Regions from separate parts of the Sus scrofa genome. Here region 2 is linked to region 1. Evidence: chromatin contacts called from public Hi-C data. All regions are on one chromosome and are shown on one strand. Each heading gives the region's core, a stretch centred on a gene start, on an enhancer-like site or on the middle of the called end of the contact. The rest is flanking DNA. Distances are from core to core; before and after follow the strand shown. Region 1 has its middle 20 kb from the start of CKAP4. Region 2 has its middle 64 kb from the start of C5H12orf75.

Evidence for each region. A called contact is a pair of places that touch in the nucleus more often than the background predicts.
Region 2: a Hi-C map of embryonic fibroblasts shows a contact between it and region 1, with 3 times the contacts expected there. The contact joins two enhancer-like sites. A contact is called at or near these places in 3 of 47 Hi-C or Micro-C datasets (embryonic fibroblasts, fetal heart ventricle and fetal skeletal muscle).

The regions. Positions count from the first base shown.
Region 1 is chr5:14,037,790-14,043,644 of Sscrofa11.1, reverse strand. No RefSeq gene overlaps it. Among named protein-coding and RNA genes, the nearest start is that of CKAP4, 20 kb to the right of the region's middle. Within about 2 kb of position 2,909, at least 4 of the 83 cell types and tissues checked have an H3K27ac peak or open chromatin away from gene starts, as enhancers often do. A contact at or near this core is called in embryonic fibroblasts, where this site is marked.
Region 2 is chr5:14,688,499-14,694,353 of Sscrofa11.1, reverse strand. No RefSeq gene overlaps it. Among named protein-coding and RNA genes, the nearest start is that of C5H12orf75, 64 kb to the left of the region's middle. Within about 2 kb of position 2,758, at least 10 of the 83 cell types and tissues checked have an H3K27ac peak or open chromatin away from gene starts, as enhancers often do. A contact at or near this core is called in embryonic fibroblasts, where this site is marked.

The DNA.
Region 1 (5,855 bases), core at 1,660-4,159:
AGGAAATACATCAGGCAAACCAAGAACTATATAATTACCATAATTCATCAGATCTAAGATGGCATTGCTTGCAAGTTGCACCATTATTTTATATACCGCTGAAAATGAAACACACTCACCAATGATACTTTTGAGACACATACAACTGTAAGATGCATCCTGATTTCAGAGATGTTAAAATATTTGGAAACATATATTAGAAAATCAGGGAAATAGAGTAATAATTAATTAGTTATGACAAGAGCTGAAACAGAGAAATCCAGAATGCTAGAAGAACATATATCAGAAGGACCTGACTTAGCCTGGAGAATCAAGGAAGAATTCCATGAAGATATAGCATGTGAGCTGAGGTCAAAAAGGTGACCAAGCCTTGGCCTTGTGAAATTGGGTAGAGGGAAGAGTATTCTAAGCAGAGCAACCAGATTATACCAAGTTGACAAGGTGTGAAGGAGTTTTGCATTGGCAGGAAACTGAAAGGTCCATGTACCTCTAGGGTGAATTTAGGGACTCCAGTGTGATTTTGGACTTTACCCACAGAGAAACACAAGGCACTGTAGGCTTTAAGAGAAGGAGTTATAAAATTAGATTTGTCTTGTTAAAACATCACTCTGGCTTCTGGGGGAAGGACGGGCTGAGAAAAGCAAGGACATCAGGCAGGAGGCAATTATAAGAAAGGAGGACCATAGTAATGGCAGTGGAGAGCAGGAAAAGTTCTCGAGAAATGTTTAGAAAGCTGTGTCAATGAGATCTGGTGACTGGGTGGTGACAGTGAGGGAGAGGGAGGTGTAAGACTCATATTGCTGACATAGAAAACCAGATAAATGGAGAAGCCATTTACTCCAATACAGTTCTCTGGAGGAGGAGAAGGTTTCAGAGGAGTAGATAATGAGCTCATTTGGGGCACAATGAATGTAACAAGCCTGTACCTTTGATGGGTTCTGGCTACAATCAGTACAAAACAACCTTGGGTTGGAAGGATATCTGGCAGCTCACTGGTGCGTCAGAAAGGCTAGAGACCCAGTCATCAAAAACAGACAAGAGGCAAGCAAAGTTCAAGTGAAAACAGCATGTTGTCAATGCTGCCAGGGGCTTCCCAAACCCTGAGCCCTTGCCATCTTAACCCTGGGTGCTCAATTTCTTCCGTATCACTGTAAATAACCTCTGATTACCTCTGCCCCCCAAAGGCTCAGAGCTCTAGACTCAGAGTTTGAAACTGGCTGAGCTCTAGACTCAGAGTTTGAAACTGGCTGAGAACTAGAAGAGAAAACACCTGTGCCTCTTCCCCCAAATACAAAGTGTTTTCCAGAGACAGTCTGCTATGGGGTCTTTAGTTGCCAAGAATGCATTTAACAAGAGCTTGTCCAGAACTCAGGAGAGAGGTCTGGGCTGGAGAAGAAATCTTGGTGTCCTCAGCCTATGGAGGTGGCATGCTGAGCCCAGGAGCAGATGGCATCACCCAGGAAGAGAAGATAGAACAAGGAGAGAGGACTGCCCATGACCAAGCCCGTCACACACTTGTGAGGAATAAGCGAGTTAAGGCATGAAAACAACAATATCACCAAACATTTAATCAGCACTTGTTGTATATTAGCACTTAGTAATTTCAGACAGGTGGGTATATTTAGTCCCTGTATCCACCTCAGCCAGACGTGGAAGTAGAGGTAATGATTTTTTTTTAAGTGTTTTCTTCTGGGATTTTTTCCTCTCTACATGTACTAGTCTCTGCAATGTAGACCTGAGTGTATATATTCAGCAAATCTTTATCAGGTGTCTACCCACCCTGGGCTAAGCACTTTCATCCTCACAAACACTGTGTAAGGCAGGTACTATTATAATCACCTCCATCTTACAGGTGAGGAAATGAGGCAATAAGAAGTTTAGGTAACTTGCCTGGAGTCACACACCCAGATGGTCAAGCTCCAGAGCCAGTGTTCCTAGCCACTAGGCCATCCTGCCCCCACTAGCTCTAAGAAGTCCAAGGGTAGTAACAGGAAGTGAGGCAAGAGGTCCACAGCCAACGGATGCAGGAACAGGCTGGGAAATTGGAAGCTCACTAGGAGGCTCCTGAACAAGGCTCACAGGTCCAAAGTTTATACCTTTGCAGCTGGCTTTTGGGTGAGTCTGGCAGAATTAGAGGCCTATGGAGATGCATAGACACCAAACCACTGAAAATGCCCATCCATCTTCTAATGACAAGCCTGACCCTTAGTGCTCTCTTAAGATACAACCTCACTGTCTCTGACTTCAGGACACCCTAACAAGTGACTTCAATGGAAAAAGACTCTGCCCCAAATCAGCAGGGGCCCCCAGAACTTTGATGGGGTTTCTAAAGCATAGCAAGGCACCCTGTTCAGTGGAGCTCCTGAGCCAGAAAGGGTTTTGCCTGCTGACTTCACTTTTTAATCTCTGCCAAGGGGTACCCCGTGGCCACCACAGGCTCTCCATCAAGCCATTTCTGGAAGGATTTCCACCAAGAAAAAAATAGGCTCTGCTATGACACAATGCAAGGATGGGTAAGCCACCAGTGCGTGGTATGTGTGGTAATTTTGAATACTTCCCCTGGATTAAGCAACTGCCCCCAGCAAGGGTAGGAGCAGGCTATAATGCCAAACTATTTGGGGTGGTTTGACATGCTGCCCAAATGCGAGCACATGACCCTAAAAGAGACACTTTAAGGCTTTTTACCCCCTGCAGGATTCAAACCTTAGAAAGGTTTGGGCCATCACAAAAGAAACCTCTCAGCTGCCTACACCACCACCCCATTCTCGCCATCCCCCACCGCTCCCCCACATCTGGTTTCTTACATAGACCTACTTGGAGTTCTTGGCTAGTTCATCCCGATCCTCTCCTGACAGGATCTCAGAACCTTAGAACTGGAGGGGGCTATCAGGAAAATGCGCCAAGCTTATTTTGCAGATCACCGCTAGCAGAGTGGACTAGAACCTGCGGCTCCGGAACTAATCTCCTCTCCGTCCTTTGCACTACACTGCCCTCTAGTGGCATTGAAAGGAAATTGGCTCTTGGGTCTGCATCCAGTTTTTAAGGCTCTGACACTTCCTCGGGGATTTGGGGCTCTAGGCTGTGTCTCTCTCTCTGAAAGTCTCACTCACTCTCTCTTGCACCCATTTTGACCTCAAGGGGCCTGATTCCTCCCTGGGAAGGACGAGAGGAAGGGAGACATCTGTGGAAGGAGGTAAGGTGGAGCTGGCCCTGGTTCTTGGCTAGCAGAGCCCCTGTTCTTGGCAGGAAAAACCATATTGCACGCAGAGAGAACCCAAAGATCTTCTCTGATATAAAAAGCTGTGAAGTCACAAGCTTTAAAAGGGATCTCCAAAGAGCCCCAAGTTTCTATTTCTCAGGGTGACCATTTCTATTATTTCATCTCCTACCCTAGAAGGATCAAAATCCCAAATGCCTTTGAAAGCCAGACAAGAATCCTAAGTGGATGGAGATGCAGGAGTGAGTGGGGGATGGGAACTGTGAGTATCTAGAGGACACACACAACCTGAAGAGCCTCAGACTCAAAATTCTAAACACATCTTTTTCTGGCCATCCGCAGGTGGGCTCATTTCACAAGACTCATATTTTCAATTTCCTGCCTTACTGTCAATTTTCCAGTAATATGTACTGAACACTTTCTGGTGTGGTGGGCACCGTTCTCCATACTGCAGGTGTAGTGACTGTGTTAAAGGTCACACAACTCTGTGAAGTAGGTGTTAACAGCACCATCTCTGTTAATAATGGGAAACTGAGGCCTTCGGCAGTTGTCCCTCTGTCAGACCGTTAGCCAGTGGTCTGGCCAGGATCTGAGCTCAGATAATCTGCCTCTAAAACCCAGTTTCTTTACCATCAGTATTATATACACAGCACAAGTATGTACAGCTGTAGCCTTGGACATTATGGGATGCCAGCTCTATCACTATGGCAAAGAGAATGTGATTTAGCGGACCAAGAAGAGATGTTAGAGACAGACGGATGTGAGTCTGAATCCTGGCCCCAACAACTACCTACAAATTAATAAAACCTTCTTAGCTGCAGTGAATGATCAGCAAAGCAGCGATCACTGTTCTTCCTCCCCAGGATAATCACCAGGATTAAGTGAGATAAGAAATGTGTTTTACCTACTGTGTGACATAAAACACAGATACACAATTATGGGCGACTGCTACTTATGTTAATGCCTAAGCATTCAGCACTGGACTGAGCTGCTTCAGGGGTCAGTGCTTGCCCTTCTGAACTAGCTGGACGTGGGAAGGACAAGGCCTTTAGGACTCTCTAAGCTTCTATTAACAAAAGATGCCTATTAACAAAACCCTTTATTATTATCTAAGTTTTCGGAGGGAGCTAATTAGGGGGAGAGTATACATATTACAAAAACGTTCATGTTACATAAAAATACACTCACAAGTCTTTTAAACAGTGGATTTTCTTTGTTTATTTTAATGGTATATTTAATGGCTTTACTGCTGCTTTCTGAAACACCTAAAAAATGAAATCACTCCTGTGATTCCCAACTAAGTCACTAGATGGTGCTAAATTCTCACTTCAAGTGGCATCTCTGGTTTCTGTAGCCGCCAGCCCCACAAATTTGGGGTTATACCCCAGCTGAAAGTTCAACAGTTCGAAATACTTTAGGTTTGTTCCTGGTGCATTCAGGCATCTTCTGAGAGTAAACAGACTTTGGAGGAGGTTATACAAGATGTCAGCCCACCTTGGCAGCTATTCCCAGTAAAGAATCTAACAAATCACTAACCCCACCCCAAGAAGAAAGAAAATATTTGCGTACTCACTGTATGCCAGACACCGATGAGAACTGGGAATACAGCCTGGGTTAAGACAGAAGTCAGCTCCACCCCCACCCCACCCAGGATTTGCCCACCCTCTAGTTTTTCCTCCAGACCTCCTGCTGCCTACAGGATGCTCCCAAAGAATCATATAAAATGATAAAGTCATGGAAAGTTGGAGCTAGAAGAGAACTTGGAGATCATTTTATCACCTTCTCATGTATCAGAGAGGAGGGCAGACAGGGGCCTAGAAAAAGGAGATGAATTATACAAAGCAACATCCAAAGACCAGAGCTAAGACCAGTTTCCTGATCTCAGGTCCTTTTCTGCCCTGCCGCCTGTCCTTAAAACTTCAGCTGGGGACTCCCTAAAGGAGAACAAACCAGGACAATACCGGCACAGGAGAAAAACAGACTTATGTTCCCCCATTTCTGACTGACTGTGGGAGAGAAAGCACCTTAGCACTGGGAAGAAAACACCTTAGCACTGGGCAGAAAACATTTTAGCACTGGGCAGCCACACCCAATTGGTAAGAGGCATTTCAACAGAACATTATCAGGTATTTAAACACAGATAGGTGAGGTTTCCCCACAGCCCATTGCCCAACAGGTATTGCTCCCAGCGGTTCATGACCAGTGTGCTCAGCAGGGCCACGGGCTGCTCCCCTTCCCACCCAGAATACAGGAACTCAGCTGCCTTGATCCTTTGCTTGCTTCTGGGCATTTCAGAAATTTGCTTAGGCCTGGGGTGGAGCCAAAATAAACAGTGGGGGAGAAGAGAAGGAACCAGGCTTCTCTTAACACTAGTTTGTGAGCTTGGGGGAGCAACTTCTTTTCTCTGAGACTCAGTTCCCTGATCTGTAAAATAGGGGAGTTAGACTGGAACCCCCTTTCAACCTTAGCTCTCTAAGGCCTGCCACGTAGTTATTTAGCTATGGCTATGGTGAAAAGTAACTGATTATGTTTAAATAGAGCGCTGACGTATATGGAGATCATCTTTTTTTGTTTTTGTTTTTTTTGAAGTTTAGGAGATTGGCTTTGGATCATCATTTGTTTTTGATTTATGCTGTTC
Region 2 (5,855 bases), core at 1,509-4,008, 650 kb before region 1:
CTCTGAAGCTGGGGTGACCCTTCAGACTTGTCTCAAGTTTGGGCAAAAGGGGCTAAGCCTTTTAATCCTGTGGAGACAAGTTACCCCTGCAGGGTCCCCTGAGAAGGGGGACCATCCTTGAGCGAGGCCGCTCTTCAGGAGAAAGGAGCAGTTTCTCAAAGGGCTGATGAGGAGGGAGCTCAGCCAGCAAAACTCCCAGCAGCCGAGCGAAGACGAAAAAAAGAAATGGCCACAATATTTTATTTATTTATTTATTTATGTCTTTTTAGGGCTGCACCTGCAGCATTAGGAGCTTCCCAGGCTAGGAGTCAAATTGGAGCTACAGCTGCCCTTAATCCCCTGAGCGAGGCCAGGGATTGAACCCATGTCCTCATGGATCCTAGTTGGATTCGTTAACTGCTGAGCCATGATGGGAACTCTAGCCTGAATGTTTTAATCGATCCAGTCATTAAGAAGTGGTGTCTGTTTCTCCTGCCCCTTGGCTTTGGCTTGGCCTCATGACAGGCTGGCCAATGAGACAAGCAGCACACCTGATACAAGCCGTTTTTTTTTTTTTTTTTTGTCTTTTTCTAGGGCCACACCCATGGCTTCTGGAATTTCCCAGGCTAGGGGTCTAATTGGAACTGTAGCTGCTGGCCTATGCCAGAGCCATAGCAACTCAGGATCCGAGCCTCGTCTGCGACCTACACCACAGCTCATAGTAACGTTGGATCCTTAACCCACTGAGGGAGGCCAGGGATCGAACCCGCAACCTCATGGATGCTAGTCGGATTTGTTAACCACTGTGCCACGATGGGAACTCCCGTGATGCAAGTCTCGAATAGGGCTTGTCCACTGGGCTGGCTTCTTCTCTTGCTGCTGAGAGCCCTTCCTCTGGCATGTGGAGAGGCCCAGGCTGACCTCCCGAGAGGACAGATGCTCCACTCAGCCCAGGTAAGTCCCAGACCCGTGACTGCAGCATCCGAGCCCATCCAGACCTGGCCAGAGGCCCAGATGAACCACCTCGCCGACCCACGGGATCAGGGTAAATAATAAGAACTCCTGATTTTCAGTCACTAAGTTTTAGGGGTCATTTGTTACACAGCAAACATTTGCTGTGGAGAAGGCCAGCATGAACCTGACACTTGGTCTGTGCAAATGGGGAAAATGTTTTGGGATTTGGAAAATGTACATGGTTTTCTCTCTCTCTCTCCCAGGTTTCTAGATTTCGAATAAAACTCTAGCCAAACCCATGTGTATTTCAGGGCCTTTACAAAGCACTCTTTTAGTTACCTTCCCCAGCTCAGAAAAGGGAATAAAAAGGCCTTTACCGTTCATGCTTGCTAAAGAAAAATAACATGCTTTTGGAGCTACCAGTCTGAATGAACAGAAAACACAATTATGACTGGAAAAAACCAAGGGCTATTATTTGATCATAAATGTTCTGAAGATAGCAGTCTGCTGATTCTTGGTTGAACTAAGTTTTTAGAGGAGGCTTTCAGAACCTGACACTGTGAATTAAGTGGAAATGTGCTAAAATGAAAAAGAAAGATCAAATCAAAAGAAAACTCTAATCAAGCACTTTCCAGTTGCTTACGGGAAAAATGTTTTCATAGTACGTATTTCTTGGCACTTGTGGATGTTTGTTGAATGAATAAATGAATACATGAATGGCAGGAGGATGTGCTACTGTGTTTGAGAAGTGTGCTCTCCTGCTGCCCTGGCTTTGAGATCTTGGAGGGATCAAGTTGGCATGAAAATAGAGGAGTTGGATTCAGTAATCTTCAGAATTTCTCTTCCCCGACCCCATAAATTTCCACTCAAATTCTAGGGCCACAACTTCCGTAGGCGTGTCTATCCCCTCTCTGGTCCTCGATTCTTTCTGAAAACAAAGGTTGGGTCTTCTAGAAAGCCTAGATTTTGGGATTCTCCGTGGGGTAGTGGAATGCACAGGATAAAAACTGATCTGGGCTTTCTGTCCTTACTCAGCCTCTCACCAGCTGTGTGCAAGATGGGGGCAAATTATTCAAACACCATAAAACAAATGATTCCAACACTCAGTGCCTCCGTTTCCAAAACTGTATAATGGGTCAATGACACTACTTGTAGGGTTGTTGGGAGAATGAGGGATAATATATGCACAGTGTCTGGAGTGTACGTGCTAAAGAGCTGGACATTATTTTTCAAGGGGTACGTTCTAGAATAGGCAGAATAAAATTTGTATATTCTAATGGAATTTGTGAAATCTGGGGTTTCGGATTTTATGCATGATTGTCACGTATGGGGGAAACCCCTCGGTGCCATTTGGGGTTAGAACTCTTAAGGTTTTCCTTCCGACTCGTCCCCCCTCCAACCCCCTTGGGGAAAGTCACAATTCTCAAGCTGCTCCTCCGAATGGCAGTTGCTTCTTATTCCATATGTTTCTCATTCCAAAATCTTGTTTTGAATATTTGCAGCTACCAAGCACAAACTCTGGTCGACTAGGTTTGGCCTTATAATTTTTTTTTTCTCTTTTGCACATTTCAGATGCCTGCCTTTGGGTTTTGCATTATTCTGTGGTTTCCCAGTCTTTCGCCCCACCCTTTAATTGCTCCACCAGCACTTAGTCTCAGCTGCTTGCCAAGGCTGTCTCCCCCCGCCCACCCCCCAATGCTTTTCCTAATATTCCCCCCACCACCCCGGTTCTCCCCAAGGGCCGGTCCTTAATCCAACAAGCTCTCCAATGCTTTGCAAAATTGAAAGTCCTCTGTTTATGCTGCCCCCTCCCCTCGACGTTCGAGGCAGTTATCTCACGCGGGCTCCCATTTCCTGCTCTTATTCTTGGCTCCCTGCCAGCCATCACACAGGCGCATGAAATCCTGCCTCTCCTCGCAGAAGGGAAAGGCTGTTTCCATTCATGGAATGCTCATTGCCCACAAGGATGCTACGCCCTCGCCACGGGCAGGGTGTCTCGGGCTTCCTGACGTGCTCAGGGCAAGGCTGGAGGGCTGTGGTCCCAAGAATTATTGACCATGATCTGGGCAAGTTGGGCTACGAGAACAGTGTGGGTTTTGTGGAGAGCAGGAGAGAGCGTGGACTGTCAGTTCTCACTGACCTGGATTTTGGTCCATGCGCCAGGACGGAGCCTCTGCGTGTTCCCCTGTGAAAGGGGAATCATAATTACACCCACCTCATAGCCTTCTCGTGAGGGTCATGAATACAAAGAGTTCTGCCCAGGCCCTGGAACATGGTGTTTGCTCCATAAGGATTTTATTTTCTCCCCTCTTGTTGGTGCTAAGCTCTTGAGGTCCGAGTCCCAGTGAGGAAGAGAGTGTCCCCTCAAAGGGGCTTATTGATGAGTGCAGCAAAGGGGATAGTATCGATTTAGGGAGGTGTGGGAGGGGGATGAGCAATGCCCTGGGGTCAGCAAGAGCCAGAAGCCGTTCCCCTTGCTGAAGGGCAAGTCAAGGGCATGAAAGCTGTGGCCAGGGTACAGGGTCAAGGCAGACTGGCACTTGGAAAGCTTGCTGGGGTCTTAGCAAACTTCCCTCATGTCCTCCCCCCTTCTCAGGATCCTAGATTTCTAATAAATCATGGGAAAATCCAAGTGGGCTTTTTTTGGCAATGCCTGTGGTTTATGGAAGTTCTCTGGCTAGGGATCGAACTGTGCTGCAACGGCGACCCTGGACGCTGCAGTGACAACAGATCCTTAACCCACCGTGCCATGAGAGAACCCCCTTCAAGTGTCTTGTTTGTTTGTTTTGTTTTGTTTTGTTTAGGGTTGCAGCTGAGGCATATGGAGGTTCCCAGGCTAGGGGTCTAATCAGAGCTACAGCTACCTGCCTACACAACAGCCACAGCAAGGCCAGATCCGAGCCATGTCTTCGACCTACACCACAGCTCACGGCAACACCGGATCCTTAACCCACTGAATGAAGCCAGGGATAGAACTCGAGTCCTTATGGATGTTCTTCGAGTTCATTACCACTGAGCCACAATGGGAACTCCCTCCTCCAAGTGCTTTTTTTTTTTTTTTTTTTTAAATTAAAGTGTTTGGATAGGAGCTGTGTCTCAGGTAGAGGAATGCAGCCTTTGCTAAAATTTTAGCCCCCGATTCAGCAAGCATTGCTGGGAAACCTGGACAGCTGCATGTAAATCAATGAAACTAGAACACACCCTCACAACATGCATGAAAATAAACTCAAAATGGCTGAAAGATTTAAATATAAGACAAGACACCATCAAACTCCTAGAAGAGAACATAGGCAAAACATTCTCTGACATCAACCTTGTGAATATTTTCTCAGGTCAGTCTTCCAAAGCAACAGAAATAAGAGCAAAAATAGGAGTACCTGTCGTGGCTCAGTGGTTAACAAATCCAACTAGGAACCATGAGGTTGCGGGTTCAATCCCTGGCTCAAGGATCTGTCGTTGGGTTAAGGATCTGGCGTTGCCGTGAGCTGTGGTGTAGGCTGCAGATGGGGCTTGGATCCCGAGTTGCTGAGGCTGTGGCGTAGGCTGGTGGCTACAGCTCCAATTAGACCCCTAGCCTGGCAACCTCCATATGCTGCGGGTGTGGCCCTAAAATGACCAAAAAAAAAAAAAAAAAAAAGAGCAAAAATAAACCAATGGGACCCAATCAAATTGACAAGCTTTTGCACAGCAAAGGAAATAAAAGAGAAAAAAAGACAATTTACAGAATGGGAGAAAATAGTTTCAAATGAGGCAACTGACAAGGGCTTAATCTCTAGAATATATAAACAATTTATACAACTCAACAGCAAAAAAGCCAACAACCCAATGGAAAAATGGGCAAAAGACCTGAATAGACATTTTTCCAAGGAAGATGTACAGATGGCCAACAAGCACATGAAAAAATGCTCCACATCCCTGATTATTAGAGAAATGCAAATCAAAACTACCACGAGATACCACCTCACACCAGTGAGAATGGCCATCATTAATAAGTCCACAAATAACATGCTGGAGGGGGTGTGGAGAAAGGGCTCCTGCACTGTTGGTGGGAATGTAAGCTGGTACAACCACTATGGAGATACCTTAGAAATATATACATAGGAGTTCCCGTTGAGGCGCAGTGGTTAACGAATCCGAGTAGGAACCATGAGGTTGTGGGTTTGATCCCTGTCCTTGCTCAGTGGGTTAAGGATCCGGCGTTGCTGTGAGCTGTGGTATAGGTCCCAGACGTGGCTCGGATCCCGCGGGAGCTGTGGCTCTGGCGTAGGCTGGCAACTACAGCTCTGATTGGACCCCTAGCCTGGGAACCTCCATATGCTGCAGGAACTGCCCTAGAAATGGCAAAAAGCCAAAAAGCCAAAAAAAAAAAAAAAAAACCAGAAATCTATACATAGAACTACCATATGACCCAGCAACCCCACTCTTGGGCATATATCCAGACGAAACTTTCCTTAAAAAAAGACACATGCACCCGCACGTTCATTGCAGCACTATTCACAATAGCTAAGACATGGAAACAACCCAAATGTCCATTGACAGATGATTGGATTAGGAAGATATGGAATATATACACAATGGAATACTACTCAGCCATAAAAAAGAATGAAATAATGCCATTTGCAGCAACATGGATGGCACTAGAGACTCTCACAATGAGTAAAGTAAGTAGAAAGAGAAAGACAAATACCATATGTTATCACTTATATCTGGAATCTAATATAAGGCGCAAATGAACCTTTTCACAGAAGAGAAAATCAGGGGCTTGCAGAGTAGACTCATGGTTGCCAAGGGGGAAGGGGAGGGAGTGGGGTGGTTGGGGAGCTTGGAGTTAATAGATAGATACAAACTATTGCCTTTGGAATAGATTAGCAATGAGATCCTGCTGTGTAGCACTTGGAACTATGTCTAGTCACTTATGATGG